3 separate regions of the Mus musculus genome follow, and all the other regions are linked to region 3. Evidence: chromatin contacts called from public Hi-C data. All regions are on one chromosome and are shown on one strand. Each heading gives the region's core, a stretch centred on a gene start, on an enhancer-like site or on the middle of the called end of the contact. The rest is flanking DNA. Distances are from core to core; before and after follow the strand shown. Region 1 overlaps Unc5c (unc-5 netrin receptor C). Region 2 overlaps Unc5c (unc-5 netrin receptor C). Region 3 overlaps Unc5c (unc-5 netrin receptor C).

What was found. A called contact is a pair of places that touch in the nucleus more often than the background predicts.
Region 1: a Hi-C map of the N1E-115 cell line shows a contact between it and region 3, with 4 times the contacts expected there. The contact joins two enhancer-like sites. A contact is called at or near these places in 1 of 39 promoter capture datasets (embryonic stem cells), 25 of 484 Hi-C or Micro-C datasets (the N1E-115 cell line, cortical neurons, embryonic stem cells and 4 more) and 2 of 115 datasets of contacts at active chromatin or transcription factors (embryonic stem cells and stem cell-derived neural progenitor cells).
Region 2: a Hi-C map of the N1E-115 cell line shows a contact between it and region 3, with 5 times the contacts expected there. The contact joins two enhancer-like sites. A contact is called at or near these places in 6 of 484 Hi-C or Micro-C datasets (the N1E-115 cell line, brain, cerebellar granule neurons and 2 more) and 1 of 115 datasets of contacts at active chromatin or transcription factors (astrocytes).

The regions. Positions count from the first base shown.
Region 1 is chr3:141,579,807-141,583,468 of GRCm38.p6, reverse strand. All of the region lies in intron 1 of Unc5c (unc-5 netrin receptor C), which reads right to left. Among named protein-coding and RNA genes, the nearest start is that of Gm15689, 100 kb to the left of the region's middle. Within about 2 kb of position 2,213, at least 23 of the 459 cell types and tissues checked have an H3K27ac peak or open chromatin away from gene starts, as enhancers often do. A contact at or near this core is called in the N1E-115 cell line, where this site is marked.
Region 2 is chr3:141,615,317-141,618,504 of GRCm38.p6, reverse strand. All of the region lies in intron 1 of Unc5c (unc-5 netrin receptor C), which reads right to left. Among named protein-coding and RNA genes, the nearest start is that of Gm15689, 67 kb to the left of the region's middle. Within about 2 kb of position 1,549, at least 10 of the 459 cell types and tissues checked have an H3K27ac peak or open chromatin away from gene starts, as enhancers often do. A contact at or near this core is called in the N1E-115 cell line, where this site is marked.
Region 3 is chr3:141,826,084-141,829,575 of GRCm38.p6, reverse strand. It overlaps Unc5c (unc-5 netrin receptor C), which reads right to left. Exons shown (of 16, transcript NM_009472.4): 15 at 1,897-2,075; 16 at 1-1,169. The coding sequence ends at 1,004. Among named protein-coding and RNA genes, the nearest start is that of Gm15689, 140 kb to the right of the region's middle. Within about 2 kb of position 1,880, at least 3 of the 459 cell types and tissues checked have an H3K27ac peak or open chromatin away from gene starts, as enhancers often do. A contact at or near this core is called in the N1E-115 cell line, where this site is marked.

The DNA.
Region 1 (3,662 bases), core at 964-3,463, 250 kb after region 3:
CTCTTTCATAGGACAAGGGCTTGGTTCCTGTGCCCATATCAAGCAGCTTACAACTGTCTGTAATTCCAGCTCCAAGGAATCTGACACCCTCTTCTGGCTACTGTAAGTATGTGCATGTGTGTGCATACGTACAGTCTCTCTCTCTCTCTCTCTCTCTCTCTCTCTCTCTCTCTCTCTCTCTCACACACACACACAGAGAGAGAGAGAGAGAGAGAGAGAGAGAGAAGTTAAAATGTATAATTTGAAGTTGTAGGACTCTATTAAGGAATTTATTACATGATAAATATGAACCACAGTAAATGTTCTGAATGAATTCTACCGACAAAGACAGCCTAAAAGTCACTCATGAGACATTAAAAATATAGTTACTAGAAATTGTTTGTTAACTTTATCTGCTCATAGATTTGCATAAGTATTAAGGATAATATGCAAAGTTTTGAAAAGTTCAGGAATAACAAAAAGAAAAACATGTTACTTCAACTGCTTAAAATTTTCTTAGCAGTTATTTTAATACATATATTCAGCTTTAAAAATTACATATTAACCTAGAGATTCTTTATTCAATATATATTATGAACATTAAATCATATCACCTTTATTGTTGAATGAGGTTTTGCTACTTTTATGCTTCTTCAATTTTTAAATGTGTTATGCTTTAAGAGTTTTAAGTAATTCAGATATTCTGTCTCATGGATATTAATATTTACTTTAGAAACTTCTTCACTTAATTCATATATTTTTAGCTCTAGAATATACTAAATATTTATTTTTGCTAATTTTTAATGGTTTCCTCATTATTTCTCATCTCTATTTCTGTAACACATTTGCTATTTATTCTGACGCATAGTTTGGAAACCATACATTTTGTGGACCCCTGCAAGTTATATATTTCTATATAATTGGCCTGCAGGTGTTTGAAACCTGTTGTAGTTTTCATTATCACCTATTAAAATCACTAGTGTTTTCTTTTCTTCACCATTTAATATTACCAGTTGTATTGCAATTTTTTTGTTGTTGTTTTGATGGGTTTTGTTTCGAGGTTTTAAAAATTGTCTTCTTTCTATGGTCTCAAATATATAATTTTTTCCTAGAAGTGTGATTTTCACGACTGAACACAACTTTTTAAAATGTACAGTTTAATTTCACACATCCCAAGGCATAAAAATCATTACTCTACAATGTAGCTAATATGAAATTGGTTGTTGGCCACAACATCATTACCTTGGCCTGTATTCAGCATACACTTAACTACATCTCCCAGATCTTTTTGATATGAGTCATTTTTATCAGACACAATTTTCTGAAAATACCAGCAACTAATCTGCAAGCATTTCACCTGCAGACCAGTGTGGATGCCTTTGATCCATGGGTTGTCTTTCACTGGTGATGGAGTTCCTTATTTATATAAGATTATGCCATTATCCTGAAGAATAGAAAAGGCTCAATAGCTACTTTAATCATAGTAATAGTCTAGAGTGTGTGGACACTGGGGGCTCCACTCAGTAAACCTTTCTCATAAACATCCAGTCTCCAAGTGCCTTAGACCCATGATGGTCATGCACTGAGACCTTCCTTTAAAACACAAACTTATACAGTGGCAATAGGGCTTTCCTGGGAGGCCTTAGAGAACACTGGGAAACAAACTTAAAATGGCCAGATTCTAAAAAGGGTTTCAGGCACCAAAGGGGCTGTGCAAATCACTTTTTTTCCCCTTGCAAAGTCCTTTGTGATCTTAAGCTCATCTATTCAGAGGAAAGGTCAAGTGGGAAAACCCAGCCATTCTGCTTTCCCACAAAGCTGTTGCAGTTTTCTGTCTCCTGACAGCCATCACTGGGACTCTATTATCTACCATTCTGTTTACAGCACCACCCAAATCCTTAACTGGAAACCCACTAAACTGCTCCTGCCTTTCATGGCTGCCTAGCAGCTCCTTGTAATGGCTTCATGTTATACATCTAAAAGCTTTCTCCCCTTGCTCTGTTTGTTTAAGGAGGGCAATTTGAGGAAGCAGAACTACCCCCAAACAAGCTTTTCACTGCTCTGGAGACCAAATGCAAGCTAATTTGATAATCAGGGTCCCTTCCAGTTCATTAGGTACTGCTTTAAAGTAGCATTTTGATGGCATGGCTGAAACCATTTTCAAAGACTGTCTTAGGATTTGATATCTACTTGCTGAGGCACTCTACATCTTGACTTTAAGTAACAGTTAGTGTTTTTTAAGACAAACAACAGAACACTTATGTTTGCTCTGGAATGTTTCAGACCACAAGCTGGTCTACAGGATGTGGATTGTTTCACACACACACACACACACACACACACACACACACACACGTTTTCCTGGTCTCCAAACTTCTTTAGATTGGTAGCCTTTTCATGTTCCTAATCCAATTCAAGAACTCAAATGTAAAGACATAAACATTTTTTTCATTTTAAATTGATGGTTATCTGGCAGGTTAAAAAATGCAAAGCTCTTACTTCCCAAGTTTAATGGCCAAAAAGAAAAGAGGAGATAGTTTCCTCTGAGCAGGAACAGCTCAGCTTTTAAACAGCTGCTTAAAACGTTCGTTCTTGGATGTTTACAAGAATCAGAGCAGGGACAAAGAAGTTCATGAAAGTCCAGGTCCAGTCGACATGTCACCATCAAGCTGAGGTTAGCTGGTTTCTCATTTCTCCCAATCTCAGTACATAGTCTCTTGCTATTTCTTAACCAGAAATACTTGACTCATATGATTTTAACATATATATCCTTTTTTTTTTGAAGAAAAATATTTCTTTTTTTTTTTCAGTTTTTAAAATTAGGTATTTATTTCATTTACATTTCCAATGCTATCTCAAAAGTCCCCCACACGCTCCTCCACCCACCCACTCGCACTTCTTGGCCCTGGCGTTCCCCTGTACTGAGGCATATAAAGTTTGCACAACCAATGGGCCTCTCTTTCCACTGATGGCTGACTAGGCCATCTTCTGATACATATGCAGCTAGAGACAGGAGCTCGGGAGGGGGTGGGGGTGGGGGGGGTGGGGGGGGTGGGTTACTGGTTAGTTCATATTGTTGTTCCCCCAAGACATCAAGTGTAGATAACTAACTGAGATCTGAATGGTAAATGAGTTCTCAAGCCTTTTAAAGATACCTAGACTTAAATACTTATTACTGAAAAGCTCAGTCCATAATCAAAACACATGGTGATCTGGAAAGGCTAGATTGTGATAACTGTAGGTTATCAGTGAATGCATGGGGAAGCAAAACACAGAGGGTTTCAACATCTGCACTAACGAGGCATGTGATTCTACAGTGATGCCATGCGTAGTGGTAGAGACAAACAATGGCAATAAAAGACCATGCATGCACAGAGCAGGGTGTGGCTATGGAATCTCTGAATGCTCTTGGTTCTGGTGCCACCAAAAATTGCTCAAGAAAAAAAAAGTTTGAAAAGTTCAGCTTTCATAGTAATTTCATATTAGCAATGGTTTGATAACATTTAGTGAGTATCCTGATATTTTTTGCAGGGCACATGGGAATATTTAGTTATTCACATTTAAAATAAAATGTGTTTTAAATAATGATTAAAATATCTAGTTTTGTTTTTTATTTTCTAAAAAAAAAAAAAAAAGGATAAAGACATGTAAACATATAGTCAATCATACCTAAACACTACCAC
Region 2 (3,188 bases), core at 300-2,799, 210 kb after region 3:
AAAGATAAACAGAAGTATGTTGCCTACAATGTTTATACTCCTAAAATAAAAATGCAGTCATTATAAAACAAGAAAAAAAATACAACACTAGAAATATCATTCCTCAAGCAGCATTTTAAAAATGCTATCACAGACCTGATTAAGTACCAATAACTTTAATTTGAGCAGGGCCTTCCCTAGGGACCACATGGGAAATCTTGTCAACACCACCACCAAAAATCTTGGTGGTACATTTTCAGGGAGCCAGGCAGGAGTCTTTTCTAGTTAGTGAGGAAAATAAAACACCAAAGACATCTTTCTTTTTAAAATTGAGCCATTTTCCTTCCTGGTTGAAACCCTTCAAAAACTTCCCACTATACCTCCAGTTGATTAATGTCACCTCCTTCCTAAGGTCTTGTTGCTTTCCTAGGTTCTAATCTTTATCTCCATATGGATGTCCTTTACTTATTCTGGCTGTCTCCCAATGCCTGCAATGGATTTGGCCTTTCCTGTCTTAAGGCCTCTGAATATCACCACCTGCAGCTTTCTCTTCTTCTTCTTGGATAAGTAGTAGGCATGGCTTTGGTGGTCAAAAGGTGGTTCATTAAGTAAGAATGCCCAGAAACTAAATTCGGTGAATTTTTTTCTAGTTGGTCTCATACACAAGTAGATGTTTCTGATTATCCTTTTCTTAAAACTGTTCTTCTCAGTACTTATTAGAAGTAATTGCATATAGGAATAGGAATTTCTTTTATCAGTTAATCAATGTAGTCTTGGTCATGAGATTGTTTATTACACATTATAGGGACCATACTATGGGCACAGTTCTCCATATATTGACATGTGTATTTGCCAGTTTAGCACCAGTTAATATTTCAGTCACACTTGATTTCTAATATGGCTGTATGTAAAGGTACTTGGCCTTTTATATATCTGTGCATACATGTAAAATGCAGTGGACAAAGTTCTTGTATGCATGTCTCAGGTTGATCACAATAAGTGACCAAATCCTCCCACTGGAATGCACAAGGCCCTGACATACTCAAACCTAACCAAAGACTGAAGAAGTGATACCATGCCTTTCCTATGAATAGGTTACATCCTATTGGAGTCTGACTGCACAGCCTTCTTTTGTTGGCTATGAAGGAGTAAAACAGGGCCATGTTAGTTGAGTAGATGACAAGGCACTTTTAGTAGCCAGTGGGACTAAGGACAGACATTGCCACTAGTTCTCAGTGGGACACACAGCTGTAATACTGGCACTTTGGAGATGGGACCAGAAAGATCATGAGCCTGTGACCAGTCTGACTGAAACAGAATACAACATAACACAGCACAACCCAATGCAAGACAACACAGAACAACACAACACAGAACAAAACAATAAAGGTGATTCTTAGACCAACATCCAGAAGGATGAATTCTGTCAAGACTATGAGGCTGCCTAAAAGTGGATCATCAAGCAGAGCCTCTGGTCAAAAAGCACCTCATGCCAACCCCTGGTATATCTATCTCGCTGAGACCTGAGCCTGGAGGCAAGTCAGCCCTTCCTGCACTGCATCTCCACACACTCAGAGAGAGCACAAATGGCTGCTGCTTTCAGCTGCTAATTCTGTGGTAACTGTCACACAGCAGTGGGAAACTAACACTGCCAAACTGAATCTCATCCAAAGCCAAGTTGTCAGGAAATGCCTTTTTCTTCACAGTCTAATTTTATTTTCTGTTATTTTAAAAGCCAAGTTTCTGGATGGCAAGGCATTTTCTTTCTTTTTTTTCTTTTAAATTTTATTTTATTTTTCCAAAGGTATCTTCTCACCAAAAGAAATACATTTTATTGTGTGCAGGGTGTGGTAGCTCACGCCTTTAATCCCAGCATTCAAGGAGCCAGAGGAAGTCAGGGAAAAAGAATAAATACATTCTAATTTGAGATATAATTAATATAGGATTACAATAAGAATCAATATAATTCTAATTTTATGAATTCCGGTTGGTGACAGAGTGACTACTGTGTGCATTATAGGACACCCCAGGGAAGGTAAATTTCTGTGGAAGTTGAACGTGGTAAGCAAAATGGGTAGTTTAAAATTATAATACAGTATTGATGACATGTAGAAAGGTGTGTGTGTTGGGGGGTGGGTAGGAATGTGCATTTGTATAGAAGCTGAGACAGAGCCCTTGAAGGTGTTTGGAGCAGAACAAATGGACCAAGGGCCTGAGGATATATAATTAGATATAGTGAAGAAAAGAAAAAAAGAGTCTGAAATTTACCTCTCCTAAGAAGACACGAAAGCTTGTGATTGCTCTACATGTGCATTATTTACATGCTTGGCAATCAAAAGATACTGGTCATTAGTTGAGCCAGCAGATATGTTGGGTACAGTGAGTGTGTTAAGGGTTTTCTGAAACAGGTATCATATTTAAAGGTGTGGCCCATGCTTATTGGTGAGGAGAATGCAGACACGGCTTTTTCCCTGTGTCTGTGAAAGTACATGACCCAGTTGTACAGCTTTACTCTAGCTGTCGTTTCTAAAGATGTAGTTTTGACAAGTTTACTCATATTTATTTGAATGATCCTATCTTCATCTATTTCTACCAATATCCTCTTCATTTTGAAAAGAGTGATTTCTAATTGACTCTATTAAGCCACCTAAAGATATCATCTCGATTCCTTCCAACTAGCTTGAATGTTTAAATGGCCATTTCCCTATGCATAACATCCATCAGATATACATTTTAAGGTTTCTCGTTTCTCACTGGGCCTGATGTTGGCATGTTAGAAACACTAACTTAACAGGGAGTACTAATATGCAGAGACAACTATCTAGCTTCTATGTCTTTATTGAATTCTGCACTTCCCTCCTCTATACATTACTCCCTGCCACTCTTTGTAATTAATATCCACACTTAGTGAATCTTCTCTACCCATTGGAAATTCTAGTTCCTTGACAGCATTTTTTCCTTAGAATTCTCTTAGGAGTTTGCTCTGTTTCTCTCTAAATTGTTGAGCTACCTAAAATAACTTTAAAACTTTTGTTCTGAGACACTAAAGGCAGTCTGAGCTTTTAGTTATTTGTCTGTCATACATCAAAAAAGTTTTTTAAAAAAAATACACTGTAAGGTATTTAGATTATGTTTTAGACTCACTGAGCATGAAATGCTTTTGTGTCCTAGAGGACCTCAATGCTACGTCAATCATGGGGGAAACAGAG
Region 3 (3,492 bases), core at 631-3,130:
GACATAGCCATTGAGCATTTCTGTCTTTTCCACCACAGAATGGTAGACCAAAGGTCAAGGAAGCAAAAGCTATTGAACTAAACTGGTGACCATGCCCACCTCTTTAGGCAAGAAAGGGAGGCAGGTCTAGTCAACACCAAACACTAACAGTATTGCTAACTAAAACAAAAGGAAATTCTTTTTACTAGAATATTTGTAATAATCATCAATAATAATGATAATATTTTTTAAAAAACACTTGAAATTGCTTATTACAAACACACATGTGGTACAGAAATGTTTGTGTGGAGGAACATGAATAGCTACCTCCCCTGTAATGCTAGAGCTCTGTTCCCAAAGGATACCAACGGGGTTACCCCAGGATATAAGGAATTTTCTCAATTTCTCCTTTACATTTAGATTCTCCACTTCCCTGATACCAATGCCAATACTGGTCCAACAAGTTTCAGAAACAGAACACTGATGGGAAGATTATCTGAGACACTTGATGTACATGATTTTTAGCAAAAGTCTGTGATTTCTCTGTAAATTACTAATCTGAAATAGACACAATAAACTGTCCACAGCTTCAACTTCAAATGATCTGAACAAAAATAGAACGAGCCATGGACAGTGTCTGCATCCCTGTCCAATTTGATGTAAACAACATTTGTAGAAACTGGGTTTGTTAAGAAAGTTTATCCATACATCTGGATAGCAATAAAAAGCGTTTCCTAGGAAACTGTAAGATCCTGTACCATACAGCATACAGCCCAACGAAGAGAAAATTAGATTGATTCTTAAATTCAAGGTACAAATTTACACAATTTTTCTTAACTCCCGCGGTGGTGCTGTCCGAATGAAGTGGGCGTGTACCTTGGTGGTTATATCTGTCCCCCAAGTTTCCTGTTGCCATCTTGCCTGTAGAGCGCCTTGGTCCTATCTGGATTTCCTCCTCAGATGTGGTTCCCCTGAACACAGACTCCCTGTGTAATTGTGTCCTTCAGCTTTAGTTCCAGTGTGGTCAATACTGTCCTTCTGCTGCCAAGGACACCACTGTCTCATGTCTTCCCATTTCTTCCAGGACGGCTGCCAGCATGCTCAGGTTTCCATCTGGGAAGTTCTGTGCTTCCCAAAGATCCAGGATTACGCCAGTTGGGCTCGATTTGGTGGCAAAGTAATTCAAGTACCTGCAATCAAGAATGGGAAAATATGCTTAGAGGTGTGATTTACAGGTCTATTTACAGTATTATCTTCTCTGCGTTGGCACTAAACCTGTCTGTCTTGAAGCATTTCAGTCCTACCGTGGATCCTAGTGAACTCCACTTAATGATTGCTCGGTTCCTAATTAGATCAGCTCCAGACAGGACATGTGCTGTTTAACTTTGTTAACCTCAACTCTGAATAGGATAATTTAAGAGACAACGTGTCTGTGGGTTTTGTCCTAAACAGGAAATCAAGAGGCTTATGTTTTCTGTCCAGTCTGGACTCTGATGATCTTTGACAGGTCATACCACATCTCTTCCTTGGAGGTGACAGATATTTTCTACGAAGCAGAGGCTCTCAGGGTCTCTTTATAACTTAATACAAGTGCTTGTGTGAGCATGTAAATTATTCATCATGCATTACGTCTTGTTCAACTGGCGATGGATGAACAATAATTACTTTAGTGAATAGACATCATATTTAGGAGCTCTTAGCACATGAGCTAGGTAAAGTCTATCACAAATCTTGACACTGATAAATGTCATATATCCCAGGAATTCTCTTGGAATTGTTTGGAAGCTCACAGTCAGAATGAAAATATAAACAGATGTGTAGTGGGAAGAGAAAAGTGCCACTTTCTATATCATTCCTTTCAGTCCTGGAATCTCTGCTAAATGAAAACAGTAGGTCTAGAAGCCTGGACACACTCACCTGTCCAGGTTGAGTTTATGGGCCAGCATCCTCCAGTCATGGCCTCTTGTTTGAGGGGCATCCAGGCTGCTGCATAGCTTCTGCCGGATAGGGAGAGGAATGCTGAAAGCACTTGGTCCGGTGACAGTGGTGATGGTACTAGCAGGGTCCAGGAGAGGTAAGTCGATGCCAGTAGGTTCCTGTAGGAACGACACAACTTTCTTTTCAGAAGGCAAGTGTAATCGCTGTTGATTCAGTCAGCATAATACTTGACTCTCAGTTGGATATTCTCTGTATCCAACTTGAGATGGATACAAAGAGTACAGGTTCTCTTCTCTTCAAGAAGGACAGTCTCTTCCTGGCCTGGAAGTAGTGGGTTAGTAGAGGTAGAGGGAGATAGTTTTGTATAGCCCATGTTCAGAGTTCCTAGGTCAGGACTGGGCAGGGCAGAAAGCTCTAGTAAGATTCCACAATGGCTTCCCTAATGAGACACTCCAAGATCGCAGTTCTCAACCTGTGGATCATGACCACTGGAAAACATAAACTCCTACTGGCCTCAGGAACTGAGAGACTTCTCAGTATCAAAATTACAGATATGAAAGTAACAACATAAATAAATTTATGGTTGGGAATTCCTAAGATCACCAGAAATACGTGTTTTTCCCATGGTCTCAGCCCACAGACTGAGAATGGTTGCTTTGGGAATGGAGAAGAGAGGGAATGTCTATGTTCTCAAAGGTTTAGATGTTGGAAATGCTCAAAAGGGAACTTCTTCCTGAAGGAATAAATACATCTGAGAGAAATAAGATCTTCTAGAAGCCATCTAACTGTAAAGGCATCCTCTCTGTGAACACATAGGAGACCTCAGCTAGCCCTGTGAAGGTAGTTCCCTCCATCTCTTGCTTGATAAAATGGGGCGATGCTAAGATAGATCAAATTAAGGCAAACTTAAAAAAAAGTAGTAAACACAGAGTATTGCCTTAGGGCAAGCCACTAATGGTATCCTCTAATTGCTGAACCTCCTTGCTTATTTTTTTTTAATCCGATTTTAGTAGAGAAAACTATAAATTGGCTCTTAAAATAGTTTCAGCTCATAAAGCAGCACAAATGCAAAAATCTAAATTTCATCTGCAAGAGAAACTCTAATCATTTTCTGATCACTTCTGCTGGTCTGAAAGCAAGAGGAAACGTTGCCTGGGAACCATTAAAGCAATAACAAGAAATCTTCTCGATCTGCTTTGAATGTCACCTCTTTTTTAAGGCAGGTAACGCCTTGGGGTGCTGGAGGAGACACTAGGCACAGAGCCCAGGTCATCCTGAAGTCTGTGATGTCCTTCTAAATGCTGAGCTTAGGGGGTTATTGCCCCTGCTGTTAGAGCCCTCATGTCCTGCCCTGATTCTGAGGTCTCTGCAGACTTGGGATTGCAGGAGCTTTGAGGGGCAGGTGGGGTGTCTCAGCTGGCTGGCTCCCAAATGTGACCCACAGGGTGGTCTGCGTTTTGGGGATCAGTGGCCAATGGTGATTTTCAACTTCTATCATCCCTCTGGATGAGACCCATTGAGGAGCTGGGGGACATGTGAGAGAAAATTGTTTTTCTGGAGTTTGTTTGTTTGTTT